4 separate regions of the Mus musculus genome follow, and all the other regions are linked to region 2. Evidence: chromatin contacts called from public HiChIP or PLAC-seq and promoter capture Hi-C data. All regions are on one chromosome and are shown on one strand. The core of a region is the stretch at or near the end of the contact, and the rest is flanking DNA. Distances in the headings are between cores, read along the strand shown.

Evidence for each region. Promoter capture Hi-C pulls out the DNA fragments that hold promoters and counts their contacts. HiChIP or PLAC-seq counts read pairs in DNA pulled down with a chosen protein or histone mark.
Region 1: an H3K4me3 HiChIP or PLAC-seq map of bone marrow-derived macrophages shows a contact between it and region 2, with 6 times the contacts expected there. The contact joins the promoter of Tekt1 here to the promoter of P2rx5 in region 2. A contact is called at or near these places in 2 of 115 datasets of contacts at active chromatin or transcription factors (bone marrow-derived macrophages and kidney).
Region 3: a promoter capture Hi-C map of liver shows a contact between it and region 2, with 2.1 times the contacts expected there. The contact joins the promoter of Spns2 here to the promoter of P2rx5 in region 2. A contact is called at or near these places in 1 of 39 promoter capture datasets (liver) and 1 of 115 datasets of contacts at active chromatin or transcription factors (bone marrow-derived macrophages).
Region 4: a contact with region 2 is called in an H3K4me3 HiChIP or PLAC-seq map of bone marrow-derived macrophages, with 5 times the contacts expected there. The contact joins the promoter of 4933427D14Rik here to the promoter of P2rx5 in region 2. A contact is called at or near these places in 3 of 39 promoter capture datasets (liver, pre-B cells and stem cell-derived epiblast-like cells), 3 of 115 datasets of contacts at active chromatin or transcription factors (bone marrow-derived macrophages, double positive thymocytes and embryonic stem cells) and 1 of 9 other capture datasets (adipose tissue).

The regions. Positions count from the first base shown.
Region 1 is chr11:72,360,602-72,363,301 of GRCm38.p6, reverse strand. Tekt1 (tektin 1) reads left to right here and starts at 1,420. Exons shown (of 8, transcript NM_011569.3): 1 at 1,420-1,509. Gm34317 (a long non-coding RNA gene) reads right to left here and starts at 1,388. Exons shown (of 7, transcript XR_003949575.1): 1 at 1,311-1,388.
Region 2 is chr11:73,159,003-73,161,702 of GRCm38.p6, reverse strand. P2rx5 (purinergic receptor P2X, ligand-gated ion channel, 5) reads right to left here and starts at 1,315. Exons shown (of 13, transcript NM_033321.4): 1 at 970-1,315. The coding sequence starts at 1,106. It overlaps Gm35001 (a long non-coding RNA gene), which reads left to right and starts at 1,493. Exons shown (of 3, transcript XR_388840.2): 1 at 1,493-1,591; 2 at 2,183-2,242.
Region 3 is chr11:72,488,600-72,491,299 of GRCm38.p6, reverse strand. It overlaps Spns2 (spinster homolog 2), which reads left to right and starts at 1,380. Exons shown (of 13, transcript NM_153060.3): 1 at 1,380-1,874. The coding sequence starts at 1,505.
Region 4 is chr11:72,206,175-72,208,874 of GRCm38.p6, reverse strand. 4933427D14Rik (RIKEN cDNA 4933427D14 gene) reads left to right here and starts at 1,393. Exons shown (of 19, transcript NM_001361564.1): 1 at 1,393-1,679. Txndc17 (thioredoxin domain containing 17) reads right to left here and starts at 1,321. Exons shown (of 4, transcript NM_026559.3): 1 at 1,107-1,321; 2 at 541-622; 3 at 70-145. The coding sequence starts at 1,251.

The DNA.
Region 1 (2,700 bases), core at 171-2,670, 800 kb after region 2:
ACAACTTGTGGCAGTCATGTCTTTCCTTCTGGAGAGGCACTTTTACTTGCTGAGCCACCTTGCCTACCCCAGTCTTTGAATTAAGGTATTCATTAATATTAATACCAGAATTAAGAACATAGATACATGAGCTGGGCAGTGGTGGCGCACGCCTTTAATCTCAGCTCTTGGAGGCAGAGGCAGGTGGATTTCTGAGTTCCAGGCCAGGCTGGTCTACAAAGTGAGTTCCAGGACAGCCAGAGCTACACAGAGAAACCCTGTCTTGAAAAAAAGCAATATATATATATATACATACATGAATGAAAGGTGAGTGTTAATTTCCAATATGTCTTTCAGATTTGAATCCTCAGCTTAAGGGTCTTTTTCTGGCATGCTGAGATGCCAGGGATAAGCAGATACACCCAGCTCATCGCTGCTTTTTCTTCCTTCCTTCCTTCCTTCCTTCCTTCCTTCCCTCATTTCTTTCTCTTTCTTTTAAAGATTTGTTTATGTATTTATTTTATGACTAGGAGTGCTCTGTTTTCTGTTTTCATGCACACCAGAAGGTATGCACTGGATCTCATTGCAGATGGTTGTGAGCCACCATGTGGGTGCTTGGCATTGAACTCGGGACCTCTGGAAGAGCAGTCAGTCCTCTTAACCGCTGAGCCATCTCTCCAGCCCTTCATCAGTGCCTTCACATTGTTATAAATTTTATGCCTTTGTTTCATCGTGTTCACCTTTATGATTGCTTTTTCTGCCACACAGACAGCGCCAATTTCCCATTTCCAGTAGTAATGCAAAGGGTTTTTTTGTTTTGTTTTGTTTTTGTTTTTTTGTTTTTTAAATAAACGTGCTGCCTGTAAAACGAACGTTTGAAGATGGTGTATGGCTATGTTAAACTCATGGCCGTGGCACCGAGTGGCTGGCGTCCTGAAAGCCTAATTTTAACTCAATCCACAACAGTTTGAAGATCACGTAGCAGTGCGATCTTAACCGAGAAAAAGCTCAGTGCTTGGTGAGTTTTACGCCTTGGGAGAAGATACCTGGCCGAAAACCCATTCTTGCCTACCCCTGTCTGGAGCTACCCATGCACCCTGTGTGTCGCTAGGTTTGCAGGTCCTTTGCTCCAGGTTTGGAGCAACGACCACGTGGAACGCAGTGTGTGTATCTCTGTGGTCCCGGGTCATCTACGGCTCAGGACAGCGCCAAGACCGACCCGCTGTGCATCTATGGAGTCAGAGACTCGGGGAACGGGAACCCCGAGTGACCCAATCTCCTGCCCCGTGTTTTGACGTTTTCTCAGCAGGATCAGACTTCGGACCACCTACTTTCTTTGTCTTGTTTGCTCGGGTTACCCTTTAGCACCACTCTCACATTCGCGCTTGCGCAGTCTTCTAACTAGGGCAACGTTGCGTCCGTCCGGTTGCCATAGAGACCGCAGTTTTCTCGGCTGGTTCTCTCAGAACCAGGAGCTCTGGTTGGGGTCAGGAGTGCCCTACAGAAGCTTGTGTTCTTTAATGAACTAAGGTAAGTGAGCCCCGATCCACCTCACCTACCCCTTCTCCCTACCCACGCGGTGTGTCTTTTGTATCAGCGGTTAGCACTGATATCGGTCCCCTCTTCGAGACTATTCACACTTGTTCAAAGTTATATCTCAGAGAGCCACGCTGAGACAGACTCGGGAGAGACCATAGGAGGGGACTGAACTGGAGAGCTCAGGAGTGTCTGAGGGGGTTACATGGGGCCTGATGCTTAGCCTAGTCAAGATCTGAATCCATCCTTGGTTGTGACGGCTTCAGAGGCCCCTAGGGTAAATACTAGGGTTATAGAGTCCAGAGCGGGAGGCTTTCAGAGTTCAGCTTTGCCTATGGAAGACAGATGTGATGTCGTTCAGAGCCAGGGGATCATATTTTTTTTCCCCCGCAACTGTCTCCAGAGGCTGCCTTACCCCCTGTTCCTTGTCTTTATCCTGTAGTCACAATGCCCAGATGTTGGCTTACAGACGTCACATCTGTTCATTTCTTATACAACATGTCTGGGTTCATGTATTTGAAAGAATACTGCTTGTCTTAGGGTTTCTATTGCTGTGACAAAACAACATGATCAAAAAGCAAGTTGGAGAGGAAAGGGCATATTTGTCTTACATGTTCATATTGCTTGTTTATCATTGAAGGAAGTCAGGATAGGAACTCAAAACAGGGCAAGAATCTAGAGGCAGGAGCTAATGCAGAGGGCATGAAGGGCATGCTAACTGGTTTGTTCATCATGGCTCGCTCAGCCTGCCTGCCTTCCTTCCTTCCTTCCTTCCTTCCTTCCTTCCTTCCTTCCCTTCTTTCTCTTTTTTCTTTCTTTCCTTCCTTTCTTCCTTGTCTTTTCTTCCTTTCTTTCTTTTCTTCCTTTCTTTCTTTCCTTCCTTCCTTCCTTCCTTCCTTCCTTCCTTCCTTCCTTCCTTCCTTCCTTGTCTTTCGTTCTCTCTCCCTCTCTCCCTCTCTCCCTCTCTCCCTCTCTCCCTCTCTCCCTCCCTCCCTCCCTCCCTCCCTCCCTCCCTCCCTCCCTCCCTCTCTCTCCTTTTTTCTTCTCCAAGGCAGGGTGTCTTTGTGTAGCCCTGGCTTTCCTGGAACTCACTCTGTAGATTAGGCTGGTCTCAAATTTTCAGAGATCCACTTGCCTCTGCCTTCCTAGTTCTGGGATTAAAGGCACCACCACTGCCCAGCTCAA
Region 2 (2,700 bases), core at 66-2,565:
GGATAAGGAAGGATGTTGAAGGAAAACTGGGTGGCCAAGGAACAGCAGTCCAAAGGCCCTGAGGTAGGATACTGCCAAGTGCCTTGGAGCTAAAATTCAGGAAACACTAAGAACACAGCCATTACCCACACTCTGTGCCATTATCACAGCACTCCAGAGGTAAAGGAAGGAGGATATCTGAGTTTGAGGTCAGCCTGCTCTACTGACCAGTTCCAGGATAACCAGGGCTGCACAGAGAAACCCTGCCTGGGAGAGGGGCAGGAGAAGCCATTAGAAAGCAGCAAGGCTAGGCCAGGACTGCCCCCCACCCCCACCCAGGAGCATAATTGCACATCATTTAATGAGGAAAGGAAAGTGAATCGCAGCTGTCCACCGTGGCTGCCTTCCTCTTTTCACCTGTGCCCTCTTTTCTTCCTAGGAGCAAGGGAGACCTCTGACCAAGCTGTTAAATCCCCATCAAACTGCCCGTGGGCTGGTAGGCTTATAGCCTGCTAGATGAGATGGCAATAAGGGAAAACAGTAGAGCATCTGGACGCTGGAATGGCTGCCCCCCTGATTCCCGTGAGCTAACCCTGAGTTCCAGAACATGCCAATCCCATGAGTTGGCCCAACCAAGAGTAAGCCAGTAATGCTCAATGCTTATAAATAACCTGCTGGGTGCCTGGGCCAGCTGTCAAGCTGGACACAGGGAGGCCTCTGGGGGGCAGCTGAAGCCCAGTGTCCTGGCATCCCTGCCTCCTGGTCATGGCTGTAACACTGGAAGCTCCAGTACTGGGAGAAGGAGCTCCTACAGACAGCTTCCAACCAAGGTATCCAGTTGCCGCCGCCCACGTTTAACAAGTCAGTGTCCCCTTTTTACTTTCCCATCCTTACATCCACGGGCTTTAAGGCTGACTCCCCCAAGGCCCCTGTGTCTACACCTTCCCTGCCCCATGTACCCTTGTTTCAAAAAAGTGCCCAAGAACTCACATGAGTAAGTACAACAGGATGGTGAGCTGCAGCACCCGGTAGAGCAGCCCCACCTTCTTGCTCTTGGCGACCACGAACTTTGCTGTCTTGTAGTCGAACAGAGACAACACGAACCCCTTCCAGGCCGCCTGGCCCATGCCTCCAGCTCACTTTGGCCACCGCCGCCGCCTCCCGCTGCCCGGCAGCCAACCGAGCACTCTGTGTGCGCTGCCGCAGTCCCGGGGCGCGCGGCTCCAAAGGGCATGAGCTGGAGAGCAGACGCGCAGACCCGGGCGCGAGCACAGCGCGGCCAGGAGGATCCTGCTGCCGCGGAGAGCCTGACTGCGGCGAGCGCCCAGCCTGGGATGAGGCCGCCTCCGCTGACACGGTGACACCACCGGGCTGTGCCTCCAGCCACTGGCTGTGTGCGGAGGCGAGGAAGAAGGGGAAGGTGCTTTCCAAGGCGTCTCGCCCGCCCCTACCTCCTCCCACGGGACTCGCTCGAAAGGAACCCCGTGGGGAAATAGAGGCAGAATCCGGAAGGGACCCACAGTGCAGGAAGTAAAGGAGGAGGGATAGACAGTAATGACTGTTTTCCCTGTTGTCCTGGCCTCGCTACTCATGCTGTCAGGCAGATGTATAGGTAGGTCCCTGGCTGCCTGTGTGTGCTGTAATCAAGGGGCTTTTCCACCGCTTCTATGGCTGCGGATTTAAACCCTACAAATTTCTAGGGTCAGGGATCAGAGGTCCTAGTCAGGTACTGCGGGGTAGGGAGAGCTAGGCTAGGGCACCAAGGCGTGGGATCCTAACATATGTCTAGAGTATGAATAGTTCCCAAAGAAAAGGAGCCCAATGCCATCGTCTGGGTCTGATCCAACATAGGAGGGAGAAGAGATACCTGGAGCTGCGCTTTGGAACTTGTTATGGGCTGCCGTAGGTTGTCTGTGGTGAGGAACTGTAGGATGAGAGAGGATGTAGGATCCCATTCCTGTGGTATGGGTCGGGTCGTCTATACGCAGTGAGAGGCTGTGTGGTGAGCAGTTACAGGGCTCTATATATGTATACTGATGGGCTATATGTGGTGAGGGGCTGTGTGGTGATCGGCTGTGTTTGTACTGAGGGGTTGGGTGTGGTGAGAGTCCATGTGCCAGGGACTGCGGGGTGAGGAGCCATGCACACTAACTTTCTGCATCACACCACCTCTGCTCCCGACCCTGGCCCTCTTGCCCAATAGGAAGTTCACTCTCTGAAACGACAGACTCCAGAAGTTGGAAGAAACGCTTAAGTCCTCCAGGTATAATCTTCTACAAAAAAATAGAAGTTTCAGGAAACAGGTCCCCAGTTTTGCAACACGAAGGAATGACTGTTTTGGTTTGTTTGGCTGTTTGTTTGGTTTGGTTTGTTTATTTTAAATAAAGGCAAATTCCTGGGCTTTGCCCTTGGATTTCCCATTCATTCTAGGAAAGGGCATAGAGTTCTGCATTCTGTTCCTAAAGTGTCATTTGGAAACAATGTGTTGTTATAACTTTTCAAACTCAACCTAACCAGTTCCTCAAAAAGGCTTATTTTCATACATCCTACCCCCACTCCAATCACCTCTGCCCAGCACTTTTTTTTTTTTAATATGGGGTTTCTCTGTGTAACCTTGGCTGTCCTGGAACTCGCTCTATAGAGCAGGCTGTCCTAGAACTCAGAAATCCGCCTGCTTTTACCTCCCAAGTGCTGGGATCAAAGGCGTGCTTCACTCTGCCA
Region 3 (2,700 bases), core at 131-2,630, 670 kb after region 2:
CGTGGGCTCTGGAGCAGCCTGCACTAGCAAGATGATTTCAGGGCCCTGGCTTCGTACCAACCAGACCATTGACTAGTTGTCTGTTTATGACGGGTCACCTTGGTGACCTGAAGTCTGTCTGTGAAACAGACAGAAACCACTGGATATCTGAGGGGCTGAATTAAGTCTCCCCTGACTCTCTCATTTGAACCAAGGGTTTGGCACATACTAGGGAGAACATGCTATACTGGGTTTTAACTTCTTTCTTTCCTTTTACATATTTATTTATTTAGAGACGTGTTGGCCTGGACTCGCTGGCCTGGAACCTCGGAGTTTCACCTGCCTCTGCCTCCCAAATGATGGACTTACAAGAGAAGACTGTTCTTTACACAGAAGCTACCTAGCCATTCTCCAGAACTGACAACCCCCCCCCCCCCAACGTGCTCAACTACCTGGACTATATTCCCCCAATAGAAACAAAGACCCAGAAAGATAGAGGTTTCGTCCAATGTTAAGCCACACGCAAGAGCAGATATAGGCTAGGATCCAGCTTTCCAACTTTCACTAAGGGTTTTGGGGAGATGGTACCCCCCTCAAAGGCTTTTTCTGCTCCATCCCCTCTCCTTCTCGTTTGTCTGAGATTGGATCTCTCCTGACTCAGCCTCCCAAACGCTGGGGTTACAGGTGTAGGACACCCTGCCTGGCATTGAGGAGGCCCTCCTGGTTCTTTTGGGCTCTAATCCGAGCCCTGGTTCTCACAAGCTCCACTCTATGGGGGGTAGAGATATGGTCAGAGTGAGCCCAGGTCATAGCATGGAGGTGCTTCTCTATAGAGGAGAGCAATGGACCTTCATGAGGTCTGTGTCCTGGGTCCACCAATCATGTTTCTTAGGCAGCGCTGCCTAAACAGACTGAATTAAGGTGAGTAACTGTTGGAGTCAGCTCTACAACAGGTTCCCCAGTTTTGACCATCTGAGACTTTTTTTTTTTAATGCGTAGCTTAAGCCATGGGCCTTCCTCGGCCTCAGCCAGGGGTCCTCTCCCATCGCAGGGGCAGGGTGGAAGTTGAGTAGGGTCTGGGGTACCCTTCTTCCCTCACCTAAATCCTAATCGGTGCTGCAGCTCCCCGCAATCGCTTCCTGATCCCCGAGGGTTCCGTGGCCGCAGCGCTACTGCGTGACTTGCGCCCCCGTCAGGCGGGTGGGGCTGTGCGGCCAGGCGCCCCCGCACCCCCCGGGGCAGCACGTGCGGGGCGGGGCTGTGGCTTGAGCCCGGAGGTGATTGGGCACACGAGCTTGGTGGGCGGGGCCGGCCGCAGCTGTCAGAGCCGCCGGGGCCGCGCGTCTCACTGACTGAACAGTAGCAGCGGCGCAGCCAGGGCTGGAGCCCGAGCGCAGAAGCGGACGGGCCGGGCCGGGATGGTGCAGCGGCGGCTCCGCGGCGCGCGCACGCACTGAGCGGGCCCGGGCTGGGCCTCGCGTCCCCCGAGCCCCCCGCGCCCCCCGCCGCCCCGGCCCGGGCCGGCATGATGTGCCTGGAATGCGCCTCGGCGGCGGCGGGCGGCGCGGAGGAGGAGGAGGCGGACGCCGAGCGGCGGCGCCGGCGCCGGGGGGCGCAGCCAGGGGCTGGAGGTAGCGCTTGCTGCGGGGCGCGGGGTGTTGGGGGCGCTGGAGTCGTGTCCGCCGACGAAGAGGTGCAGACGTTGTCCGGCAGCGTGAGGCGGGTCCCGTCCGGACTCCCCAGCATCCCCAGCACCCCTGGCTGCGCAGCAGCTGCCAAGGGCCCCAGCGCGCCGCAGCCCAAACCGGCCAGCTTAGGCCGAGGGCGGGGGGCAGCTGCTGCCATCCTGAGTTTAGGCAACGTGCTCAACTACCTGGACAGGTACACTGTGGCAGGTGAGCAAATGCCCCATCTAGCCCGAGGACCAGGGCCCTTCCATCCCAGATGCCCTAGGGAGCTTTTGGTTGCCAGCTCCCTAGATCCAAGCCCTCTGGAGAGTCCCTAAGGACCCTCTGTTCAAGCGATGCTTTGGCGTTCCATGGGTCCAATCCAAAGCACCCCACGCTCCCCGTGTTAGGGATTGGTGGAGTTTCCACCCCTGGAGCAGCTTGTGAGCCTTCGCCAAGCCCTTGACGGCTCATCCGTTGTCCTCCCAGAGTCTCCTCTGCGTCTCTCTTGCCTTATCGCCTGTGCGCCCCCTTCCTCCACAGCCGCAGGTTCCCCGGCCTCTCCTCCTTTTCCCTTAGTCCAGGCCGTCTGTGCTTGCACGGCCCGTCTGTTCCTTCTTTCCTCGGTCTCAGCCACCCCCCTGCATGCGTGCGGCCAGTGTGTGCGCCTCTTGCGGGTGTGCGCCAGGCAGCCGGAGTGTGCGCGCGCGTGGCAGCGCGGATATGTGTGTGTGAGCTTGTAAGCGCGTGGCTGACAAAGGCTCGGGCCTGCGGGGAGCCGAGGGAGGGGCGGGGCGGGTCCGTGCCGCCTGGGGACCCAGGATGCGGTTTGCAGCTGGCCCTGGCTTGAGGCCTGGAGACGCCTCCTTCTGCTCCATGGCGCTTGGAGCCTGGAGCAGGGCATAGGCCTGGGGGCGGGGGCTGGGGGGGTTGGTCTAAAGAGAGGCAGCCTCATGCTCCTTGAGCATCTCTGCGACTCAACCCCAGGTTTGAGACTGAAATGGATACAACTGGGTTTCTATCCTGAATGTGCTTAATGTGTGTGTGACCTTGG
Region 4 (2,700 bases), core at 144-2,643, 950 kb after region 2:
AAACTTGACTCAAAAAACAACTTGAGTTTTAACTACATTATAGCTACAAACATAAAGGTAGACACTTACTGTTCCATATTTAAGTAGTGTAGGCACTGCGGTTATTTTCAGTTTTTGTCTGAAGTCATTATTTGGGTCTTTCCAGCTGTTCCAAAATGAAACAGATAATGAAAAATACTACTTGGTTCATTACAGTTTACTCAACAGTTGACTTATATATAATATACTTGTAACCACTGCTTTTGTTAACCTTTAAACATTTTGAGAACTGTAACTTATGTGTCACTTTCTGCAAAGTTTAAAGTGTGGCTAAGATAAAACAAATGTAAAGTCAATAGAGTTCTGAACTTATTCCAGACCCAATTCATTAATGATGATATGTGGTTGAACATAAACTGTAAATATGAATTCAGTAATTCTAATTGTTTAGCTTATCAGACAATACCTAAAACACAGAGCCTGACCAATTATCTGAGGTCCTTTTTACCCAGCTTTTTAATAATATAGTCCATGTCTGGAGATACGGTATACATGACTTACTAAGGTTTGTCTCCTACTTGGCAGTAGATGAACACACAGTCTTCGGTAACATGCTTCAGCCCCTCTCGAATGACTGGCTCAGCTTTTTAAAAGAGTTAAAAAGTAATTACACATCAACTGCGATAGCCCACGCCCTCCCGTCCCCAGTCTTAGACTTTAACCGGTTGTAAGATAGGATGTTAAAGTCGCGTGTCCTCTGGACTCGTGAATCACTTAAGTCCTAGTCCTGATTGTCTTTAAGACACAATCAGAAAACTCAGCATACATATATGATGACGGAAAGATCAACTCCTGAGTCTGGTCTTTTTTTTTTTTATGAGACACTAATCGTTTGGGGAACTGAGAATTTTAAAGAACCTGGTTCCAAGATCCGAATCCATGATAAAAATGAGGGTCATCCTTGGGTGGGGCAGTAAGGGCCTAACGAGAGACGGGGTACAGCTCAGGCGCTTCTGCGGGTCTGCAGGACCAAGATCCTCATCTCATCCCACTTTCTGACTTCAGCAGGGGCCTTCTTCCTAGCACTGCTGTGGCGCAGCAACCCCCAGTCCTGGTCCCAGCCTCACCTTCCACGCAGTCCGGACACCAGCTCTTCCCTTCGGTATCCTTAGAACCGCTGAAGTAGGCGAAAATGGTCTTGCCCTCATGCTCCTTCACTGCCTTGTCGAACTCCTCGAAGCCCAGCACGCTCACCTCCTCGAAGGTGGCCATGGGTACAACAGTGCGGAGAGGAGCACGGGAGGAGCCCTAGGGTCCTGCGCCCCCAAGGCGGGGCCCAAGTAAGGCGTGGACAAGGTTCCGGGTGGGCGGGGCCGCCGCAGCAGAGTGGTGCTACGGGAGCCTTGAATAGCCATAACTCCTTAGGGCCGTCCTTTTGGTCTGCTGGAGTTTCTTTTTGGCGCCAGTTTCCCTCAGACAACTAGACGCCTGACCTGGTCTGGTCCCCACCCTGGCTTCATGGACAGTGACGGCAAAGCCCGTCGCGGTACAACACCTTGATCCTCAAATGGCTCAGGAAGATCAACGGCTCCCAAACAGCCGCGCGCCTGTTGCCATGACGACTGGGCGAGAGGCCGGAAGCGAGGCCTAGCGTGGGGTCGCCTTACGATCTCTTGGTGGCCGCGCCGCGCCCAAACCAGGTGGGCTTGGGCCGGAGCTGGGGGAATTCTGGGAAACTGCATTAGACAGAGAGACAGTGAGAGACCTCGCCCCAGGCTTGCCTTGCAGCTCCGCCCCTCCTATTACCTTTCTATTTGTCAGACTTTAGGGGGGCCGGGGCCGGGGGCGGCGTCCGGGATCGGGCGGGGGTTTGGAGAGAGCTGGGAGGCAGAAAGGCAGCGAGGACTGGATCCGAGTGTTGTGAGTGCGTGTGCGGGGGAACAGATGCAAAGAGAGCGTGTCTGAGGTTGCATTGGGGAAAGGAATTGTCCAGGAGCTGCGACGCCGGCACGGGGGCCCTTGCCCGGGCTACGCAGGTGTACACTGGCAGCGAAGATGCCGGCTCATTGCATGAGGGCCCGCAGGTTGCGTCGGGGTGTTCGGCCTCTGTGGGCGAGGAGGTGGGGTGCAGGGTTATCCCGAGGCTATGGAGTAAGGCGCCGGGTGAGATCTTCAGTGCGGCGGATGCTCTGTGCAAACATAGGGTGGCTACAGAATGGTCAGCAGCCTTTAGAGAAGAGGACTGCGGAGCCCGCAGTCCCCGCTAGGGTGAACAGGGCCTTTGGGATACCTGGGACTGCAGGCTCGGTTGAGGCAGCAATGGACCCCAGGACAGTGTGGGTGAACGGGACTGTGGGCGAGCCCGAGGTGGTTGGGCCTGCTGGGTCTGTGTGGGTGACTGTATCTGGGGAGGAGGAGCTAGACAATAGGAGCTCTCCAAGCTGTGAGAGAAAAGGTCGTCCAGGAACACTTGGCCATGAGAGCATCCTGGAACTGTGGTTGAAGGTGCAGGCTATGAGGGTAGCGTCGGGATGCTGGGAAGGAAGCAGAGTGGAGCTCCATCCCGTTCCCGTGGGAGAGGGGCCGATCGAGAAGGGTATTCCTGGGCGAGCTTCCTGGGTAGAGACCAGCCGAGGTGGTGTCACCGGACCCTGGGTGAGAGGCAATACTAGGACATTCCCCCAGGCCTCAGGACTGCCCACAGCTAGGGGAATAGGGGCC